Regions from separate parts of the Ovis aries genome. Here regions 2 and 3 are each linked to region 1. A link is a contact called in public Hi-C data. All regions are on one chromosome and are shown on one strand. Each heading gives the region's core, a stretch centred on a gene start, on an enhancer-like site or on the middle of the called end of the contact. The rest is flanking DNA. Distances are from core to core; before and after follow the strand shown.

Evidence for each region. Hi-C and Micro-C count contacts between places; a contact is called where the count stands out from the background.
Region 2: a Hi-C map of muscle shows a contact between it and region 1, with 4 times the contacts expected there. The contact joins the promoter of MTA2 here to the promoter of SLC3A2 in region 1. A contact is called at or near these places in 6 of 16 Hi-C or Micro-C datasets (blood, hypothalamus, muscle and 2 more).
Region 3: a contact with region 1 is called in a Hi-C map of blood, with 3 times the contacts expected there. The contact joins the promoter of EEF1G here to the promoter of SLC3A2 in region 1. A contact is called at or near these places in 3 of 16 Hi-C or Micro-C datasets (blood and hypothalamus).

The regions. Positions count from the first base shown.
Region 1 is chr21:37,694,408-37,697,366 of ARS-UI_Ramb_v3.0, forward strand. It overlaps SLC3A2 (solute carrier family 3 member 2), which reads left to right and starts at 1,703. Exons shown (of 10, transcript XM_060404045.1): 1 at 1,703-2,959. It overlaps LOC114110053 (a long non-coding RNA gene), which reads right to left and starts at 1,510. Exons shown (of 12, transcript XR_006057536.1): 1 at 1,451-1,510; 2 at 1,060-1,109; 3 at 719-802; 4 at 437-487; 5 at 62-96. LOC114110199 (small nucleolar RNA SNORD27) reads right to left here and starts at 636; the gene lies at 565-636. LOC114110200 (small nucleolar RNA SNORD26) reads right to left here and starts at 985; the gene lies at 912-985. It also overlaps LOC114110194 and LOC114110198.
Region 2 is chr21:37,482,312-37,485,011 of ARS-UI_Ramb_v3.0, forward strand. It overlaps MTA2 (metastasis associated 1 family member 2), which reads right to left and starts at 1,270. Exons shown (of 18, transcript XM_027959366.2): 1 at 862-1,270; 2 at 62-129. The coding sequence starts at 889. It overlaps EML3 (EMAP like 3), which reads right to left. Exons shown (of 22, transcript XM_027959365.2): 20 at 2,616-2,700; 21 at 2,192-2,322; 22 at 1,667-2,109. The coding sequence ends at 1,906.
Region 3 is chr21:37,461,606-37,464,386 of ARS-UI_Ramb_v3.0, forward strand. It overlaps EEF1G (eukaryotic translation elongation factor 1 gamma), which reads right to left and starts at 1,282. Exons shown (of 10, transcript XM_027959367.3): 1 at 1,252-1,282; 2 at 5-163. The coding sequence starts at 1,263. TUT1 (terminal uridylyl transferase 1, U6 snRNA-specific) reads right to left here. Exons shown (of 10, transcript XM_042237903.1): 10 at 2,315-2,781. The coding sequence ends at 2,358.

The DNA of each region.
Region 1 (2,959 bases), core at 453-2,952:
AGCATTATCAGAAACAAGAGAAATCCCTCTATTTCCCACAATACTGAGAGAAGTAACTTACTGTAAGACAGATGACTCTATTAATGCTGTGACAATCTACAAAAGGGGAGAAAATGGTTACTCCAAAATACTAAGACGAAATAAAATTTCTTCATTAACAGAAACTGCCATCAGAACTCTAACATGCTATTAACTGTGGTACCTCACAGAGGATCAGCATTATCAATTCAAATCATCTGACAGTGAGTGATGTGTGGGTGAGGGAAGAGCACACCCTCACAAAACTATGCTGCTTGCTGGGCTGCCGACTCCCTCCCCAGGAAAATCATTCCAAGAGGAACAAGTTGGAAGGAGCAAAAACACTGCTCCACTGACCATTTGCTCTCGGGGTTGTTGAAACCACCACAGACCACAAACTTCCCATTTGAAAACTTACCTGCATTCACTCTGGGAGGCAGTTGAATTCCTCAAGACTGGTGAGGAGATGCTGGAAACAGAAAAATGAGCCATTATTTTTTAGTACTCGAGAACTACCATTAAAAGACCCTGGAGCATTCCAGGCCCACTTCTCAGTAGTAAGATGACATCATTTTTGAGTTCAGGCATATGCTTGTCATTTTACATTCATCATGGAGTGGCCAGTGCAATTTCAACCAGCAAGTCCCATCCCGACATTGTGCTTCTACCCCCCCATCTGCATAAAGCATCGGGTACCCACCTGCAGCATCACCACACTTGATCCACAGAGGGTTAAGTCTTGTCTCATCCTCCAATCTGTAAGCTCCTTTGAATTAAACCACATCTGGGAGAAAAAAACAATACCCTTTCTTACTTTTATATCTCGTAGTTTGACTGTCCCACGTTAGTGCCTTAACGCAGGGCTAAAAGCCCAAACGTCTGCTACGGATGGTGCTACTCAGAGTTTTTGTTTTCTCCACTAATCCATCAGAAAGAGAGAGTTCAATTTTTGAAATCATCCCCGTAGCACATCCCGTCGGACTCCCGCATATTCAGCAAGGAAGAAAAAAAGGACAGTAAAGGGAGGCCAGGAGCACTTACTCCAATGAGACCGGTTTGAGATCCTTCAGCGTTTGGCGCGCGTCCGAACCCTGCAAACAAATGATATTGGGTCAGCACTGTCTGGTAAACGCTTTGTTTCCCGGAGCTAAGACTGCGTTGCCATGCAAGGCCGGCCTCCTCAGAGTTTCTTATCCTCACAGAGTTCAGTACAGGTCTGTGAAAAGGGTCTCATCACAGAGAGGCCTGTCGGCACGGCCGGCCATCGCCATCTTGTCCTTCACAAAGCCCCCGTCCCTTCAAGGCCTCAACACTAAGGTCACGTTTTCTCTCCTCCCCCACGAACCCAATAGGTACCACAAAGAGAGGCCAAGGCCCGGACACGTTTGCACGGGCGTTTTCCTCGTAAACCTCAACAAACCAAATCACTTACCAAGAGCTGTGGATAAATGAGACTGAGAGGCTACCGCGAGACACATAAATACTATCTCGCAAAGGCCCACGGGATTTGGGGGCGGGACTACGGCGGGCGCAAGCGCAGAGGGAAATGGGTGGATTGTGGGTAGAGATTTCTAGAGGAAGTACGAGAGGCTGTGCGCCTCCTGAAGCGGTGGCGCGAAAAAGGTGCGCATGCGTCTTAGGGTGTGCGCAGGCGCGACTAATGTGGTGCCGTGGGTTCTTTACTGCGACTTCTTTTGGCGCCCAGGCGGCGAGTTACCTGCTTCGCGCAGATCCTGGACTGACGCTCCGTGTCGGTCACAGCTGACTGACCCACACCCTTCCCTGAGCATTCCCTTGCTTGCACACACTCTAGATCCGCGTGCAGAGTCCTAATCCATGGACCACGAGCCTCATGAACCCTCCGCTGGCGTCATCTCGGTTCCAAGCCAGCCGCCCAGCGAGCCTTCTGGGCCTGGTCCTCAGGGGCTTGGTCCTCAGGGGCCCAGCGCGGGGGGCGACTCAGGTATTACTGGGCCCCGGGCCGATCTCGAGTGGAGGGCTCTTGCATGGAACCGTTTTGGGAAAGTGAATCAGGTTGTAGGTGCTCTTGAAATATTATAACAGTTTTAGGATATTTTCTGTAACCGGCCACCTTTGTCTTACTGTCTGGTCCGATTTTGCTCGGAGCTTGTAGTGGGGCTAGCGTTAGCCGACATTTAAAACGCCGTTTTAAGGACATTGTGTGTGTGTGTGTGTGTGTGTGTGCGCTCAGTCGTGTTTGACTGCGATCCCATGGACTGTAGCCGGCCAGGCTCCTCTGTCCATGGAATTTTCCAGGCAAGAATACTGGAGGCCATTTCCTACTCCAGGGGCTCCTCCCTACTCCAAGAGATCTTCCCAACCCTGGGATCGAACTCGCATCTCCTTCCTCTTCTGCCTTGGCAGGAGTCGTCTACCAACTTCGCCACCTGGGAAGCCCCTTAATGCAGATTACCTGGAGGGAATCTAGGTGTAAAAAGCTTTTGCAGAGCCGCGTACAACTCCCGCCTGACAGGCAGGGTGGTTCCAGTCATCTATACCCTTGTTACTGAGGACAACCAGTTGTAGTTTAATCATTTGTAATGCATACCTAGGGTACATGACCGTTTTAAAAATGTACTATATGTACATTTTATAACCATTTATTAAGCTCTTACTGTGTGGTCTCCTGGATGATCTCATTTACTACTGCAACCCTAGGAGGAGGCCATAAGGTAATGTTAGGGATGAGGAGCCTGAGATCTGGAGGGGTTAATTAACTTGCTCAGAGTTACCCAGCTAAGAAATATCAGCCCAGGTGCAAATCAGCCCAGGCAGTCTTGATGACAGAACCTGCACTTTTGATCACTATCACTTCTCTGGGTATTTAGGGGGCAAACAAGTACACAGGAAACAAATGGCATGATCCTTGGATACTGTTTCTCAATTTTTTTTCTTGTTGTCTTCCTCTCTCCAGGAGCCT
Region 2 (2,700 bases), core at 20-2,519, 210 kb before region 1:
TGAAAAAAGAAGACGGAGGTTGCTGGGTAGGGGGGGAGTGGCGGGCCTCTGCTCTACTCACCTTGTTGAGCTCTTCAATCCTTCTAACCAGGTAAGGATTGCTGGAGGAGTTCTCAAAATAGACGTAATCTGTAGGAGGGGGTGGGGGAAGAACCGGGAAGATCAGAGGAGTAGATGGGAGAGTCCAGCACCAGAGTGGGAGGAGCGAAAGGAGGCCTGAGTAGACCAAAAGGAGATAAGGGTCTAGGTAGAGAGGACGCAGAAATGTGGAAGTGTACAGACTAGCAGAAAATAATGGACGGACGTTCCACCCCCTAATCACCCAGTTATTAAATCAGATCCTCCGCTCAAAAGTGAGCCTTAAGGAGGAGACAAGAGAAGCAGGGGGTTCCCCTGCTCAGCAGTCCCCACAACTCAGCGATGGAGTTGCATCCCGGTCTCGTTCAGGAGAGCAATTGCTCATCCCTGTACAGGGCCCCCACCTTTGTGAACCGAGGCGCACAATAACGCCTGGGAAAAGGAAACCTCCCGGCCGCTCCCCCGTTGGTGGCCAAGCAGTTGCGCCGGCCCTTCGCGCCCCCTGCCTGCCCTGTCAGCCCCTTTGGAACCACTTTCGCAAGCCCACTCCACGACCCCGGCGGCCCAGACGCTGCCCTGAGAGTGCCGTCGGGCCGCCCGCAGCCTCCCCGGGAGTCTCGGAGCCCGGGCGCGTCGCGATCCCCGCGCCCTCGCTCCCCATGCTCCCGGTTCCGGTTCCGGTCCGCGCTCTGGACCACGCCGCCCCAGACGCGGGTCCCCGCGCCGCTGGGAGCCGAGCCTCTCCCGCCCCGAGTCCCGAAGCCCCTAACACCCGGTACTCACCCCCCACTCGGTACATGTTGGCCGCCATGGCCGTTCCCGCCGCCGCCGCCGCCGCCTCCGGCCGCACAAAGGGGTCCGGAAGGCTCCCGAGGGCAGGACTCGAAGCGAAGCCCTGAGCGCGGGGCCGGCGCTTCGCAGAAGTCTCAGTCGGGCCCGCGCAGCCGGCGCCTCCGCAGCCTCAGCCGTCGCGGCTCATCCCGGCCCGCGCTGTCGCCGCCGCCTCTATAGCCTCACGCCCGGGACGCCGAGACCGGCGCCGGTCCGCTCGGCTTCTTCCGGAACGAGCTCGGATCCCGCCGGACCGGAGGCAGGCTGCAACTACCTCCGCCCTCGCCGAGTCCCACCAGACGTTGGACTCTGAGGGCCGCCGCGAAGACTTGCCGGCCCGCCTCGGGGTTCGCCTCCTTCCGGAACACCTTCGGCGGATCCGGAGAACAAGGCCCAGCACTCGGCTCCGGTCGGAGAGCAAGCCCGCAAAGCTCGGCTACTTCCGGAAGAAGTTCGGCTCCCTCCGGCCAACCGCGGCCCGGCACTCGGCTATTTCCGTTGCGGCTCGGCCCCGCCTCCGAGGGCGGGGAGAGGAGTTGGGCTTAACTCTCTGCTAGCCGGAGTCTTGCAGCTCCACCAGCGGCCGCGAAAAACTCGAAGGGCCTTTGAGCCTCGCAGTTATTTGCAAGAGGCTTCGCCTGTTATTTGCATAAAAAGTCCACCCTCCCTCACCTTTTCCGCATTCCCCTTTGCCTTCCTCCCCGCCCCCATAAAGCCCCGAGGCGCCCAGCCGCGCCCCACAAAAGGACCGGGAGGCGACTTTGCTTTTGGTTTATTGCCCCTCAGCAGGCAGCGGGAGTCAGGGCCCAGGCTGGGGCTGCCCGGCTCAGCCAGCGGGTCTATACAGTGTGTGCAGGGGTGCCGTTCGCCCCCTCCAAGGAAATGCACTTTTGGGAATGTCTCGAAGTCGAGGACAGGGTCACCTCGGTCCTGGGGAATTTGGGTGGGTGGGGGCAGGGCCACACTGCAGGGCCGGTGGGTCCAGTCCGGCAGGGGTCAGACGTCAAGAGAGGAGGCAGGGGACAGGGAGGGGGTTCGAGAGGGCGTGGTGGGCACCGGCCCCGTGCCCCCAGCGCCCAACACTCGCCACTGGAAGATGCTGGCGTCCTTGCCGCCCAGCGAGATGAGGTGCGAGTCGTCGTGCGTGAACCGGACGCTGGTCACGTGGCTGCCGTGACCACCGTACACGAGGCTCGGCGCCTGGGCAGGAGAGAAGATGGAGCTGCAGCGGCCGAGGAGCTCCGGCCGCCCGCCCCACCCCGGAGGCCCCGGGAGGCCTCACCTTGGCGTGCGCGCACGGGTACTGGAAGAGGTGCACTTTGCAGAAGTCGTCGGCAACGGCCACGACGCGCTCGTTGTGGGAGCGGCACAGGGAGTTGATGTCAGTTCCATCCGAGCCATCTGGCCACACGCCTGTCACAGCAGCCGGCCTCAGCCCGACCTCCCCGCCCCCACCCGCGGTCCAGAGCTGCACCATTTCCCCCCTAGCTCAGGCAGCCCGGCCACCCACCCACCACGTTCCTGGCAATCCTTCCCAGTCCCGAGGGCCAGTGGCGGAGGTGGGGGAGGGGGGCGGCTCTTGGGCTGGATCTGCCAGTTTCTTGACGTCCACCCCCTACACATGTCCAGCATTCCGAGCCCCAGGCTGGCTGCACCTTGTCCCCCCACACTCACGCAGGTTTCCACGGCCCTGTGCCCCTTCTCACCGTAGACATGGAAGCCCAGCACGCAGGTGTAGGTGGCCCACTCCCGGTCTCGGCTCTCATAGCGATTCCTCAGCAGCTTACAGCC
Region 3 (2,781 bases), core at 32-2,531, 230 kb before region 1:
TCACCTTGCCAGCAGGAAATTTACGGAGAAATTCGGGGGTGCGGTTGGTTTGGCCAAAATGGAAGTGGGGTGGTGCGGAGAGCACGCGGACCTGAGCCCCGCTGTACTGAGCGGCAATGAGGGCCTTGAAGGCCCTCCAGTTTTCAGGATATGTGTACAGGGTCTGTGGGGAAAAGATGGGGAATGAAACATTAATGACTAGAAGGGTCCCAGTCTTAAGTGTTTCCAAGCAATGACTTCCCTGAGTAATCCCAATCCATTTCACCTCACTCCCTCTGGTGAACCAAGTTAGTTCTTCCGTGTCTGCCGTCAAGTGTAACCAGAGTCCCCTGAAATACCGAGGACAGAACTACACACCGACTGCTAAATAAAGCTTGTTGACAGATTTGACCTTCTCTAAGGACGTCTCTAGAAGCATTCTCTTCCCCTCAAATATAGTTCCAAGAAATACAGAACTTCTAGGTCCCTCAGACTCCATCTGCCGACAAACACACAGCCCTCCCTTCCCAGAGCCCTTGTTCATTCATTCATGGTTGCCGAGTGCCTGACTACTCTACTGCTGAGCCGCTCACCCATCAGAAGTATCACGCTTGTTTCCAAGACACACACATCGACCAAGACATTTCCGAGCCCACTCCAAATAGCCACGGGAACCGAATGGCATCTTAAATCAACTCGGTCTCCCTAAAAACCCTTTCATTTCTTGTCACGCATTCCATCTCTTCGGTCCTGTCCCGCAGTGAGTTCTCCGGGTTGCCTTCTCCCCTTCTATTAACCTGGCCAGGGAGGTCCAACTGGCCTGACTTCCCTGTCCAGAGACTCTTCTCGCTCCCCAACCTCCCCACCGGACCACCCTTAACCGTGGCCAGCCGTACCTGCCCATAAAGACCTTCCTCTTCGCCCTGTCCCTCCTGTTGCCCCACAAAACGGTCGCAAAAGTTTTGCCAACCTGCCCGGATCCCACGTCTCGAGGCGGCAATGAACCCGAACTGCTTTATCAAGCTCCAGATTGCCAGAATCCGGCATCCGTTTTCTCCTCTACCCCAGACCCTTCCACCTCTTCTGCCTCCCAGAGCCCTAGCCTCAGTTCCCCTCTGGGGCCTGGAGGCCCTACTCTCGAACAGTACGATCTCCAAACCCCGGATCAGTTCCCGACTCAGCTGCAGAACCCCTCTGACGCCGGCTGAGCCTGCTCGGGCAGAGGATGGCGTCGGATAGGATGACCTGGATCGCCGGAGCCGGCAAACTTACCCCAGCCGCCATGGTGATTCCGCAGAGAAAGGGGGTGGGGCTCTCCGCGCTGCCGCAAAGTAAGCCGTCAGGGAGAGAAGGGAGGGGGGAAGGGGAGAGCCGTGGAGAAACAGCAGCCGGAAAGCGAGGACGGCATAGAAGGCTTACGCACGACAGTTCGGTATCCCGCAGCAGCTGAATGGAAAAAGAAGTGGGTGGGGCCTACTGGCCAGCGCGGAAAAAACTCGCGCCGGCGCAGTGGGGGATGGCCAATCCGAGTCCGGACGTGGAGGTAGACCGCGCGGAGACGCTGAGTCTTGCCTGGAAAGCCGCCCCTCTGCAGCTACGTGGCAGAGCTGCCAGCTCGGCATCTTGCGGGGCACCAGAGGCGTTTCCCTCCGGGTCGCCTGGCCCATGGTGATTTGGTGAAGGTCGTGCCAGACCCACAACATCGTGGTCGCGTGACGCATTGGGGTGGCAACTGCGTGGAGATGACGGGGTCCCACGCTCCTTTTGTTACAGCTTTCTAGAGGAGAGATTGTACATCTGACCCAAGCCCAGGTCTGAAACCCTCCGTAAAAGTGAGGCTTTTTCCATTAAACCACCTTGCAGCTCACAGGTGCTGTTACTAAGAGGCACTCTTCCGGGACCCGCAACAGGGGAGGGACTGAGGGAGAACACAGCCAAGTTCTGTCACCTTGGAGGGGCTGACAGTTCAAATGAGGGGTTGCCCTTTACCCATACTCAGATCTGAACATTTTTTACCCAATATGAAGAGAATGGATTTAGAACCCTGGACCCAAATTTCAAGCCCGTCACCATTCATAATCTGGGCAGTAATGTAAATGAGGAAGGAAACTTGGTTCTTTCCAGGTGCAGCTTAAGCCACCCACCCAGCACTCCATCTTTCCAGAACTCAGTACTGAGAGTGTCCAGGTGCCAATCACTTGCCCTGGGCATGAAAGGAAACAGCCTGGGAGACAGACTTATTTTAGGGTGACAAGACAAGGTACCTCTGAGGGTGCACTAAGCACTTAGTCGGGGAAGGAGTATTATCACCAGGTGGAAATAGAGGAAACTAGTGTTCATTAAACTAGCAGCTTTATTGCCTTTCAGGGTTCCCATCTTCACTTAAGTAGATTTCGAAGTGCTTGAGGGAGAAAAACCTGTAAGAAATGATGGAGATCAGGGAACAGGCCTTGAGAATCCTGGAGTGGGGTCACAGTGAGACTCTGGTCAGCCTGGGAGGCGGATGCCACGAAGGTCAGGAGTGGCTCGGCCTCTGGCCTCTGTTCAGTACTGCTCAGTCCCCGCAGCTCCCGGGTGACCTGAGCCTCAGTTGCCAGCCACTCTGCTCCCGAGCCAGCACCAGCTCCACCTCCTTCCTTGATTTGTTGCTGCAGGCGTCTCCGGGCACGCCGCCGCCCCTGCCACACACGGTGCCACAAGGCGCAGCGCCAGCTCACTGCGAGCGACACCCGCTTCTCGGCCTCAGCCTGAGACCCTTCACAGGCTGCCTCAGGTCCTCTGGGCCCCTGCTCGGCCAGCGCT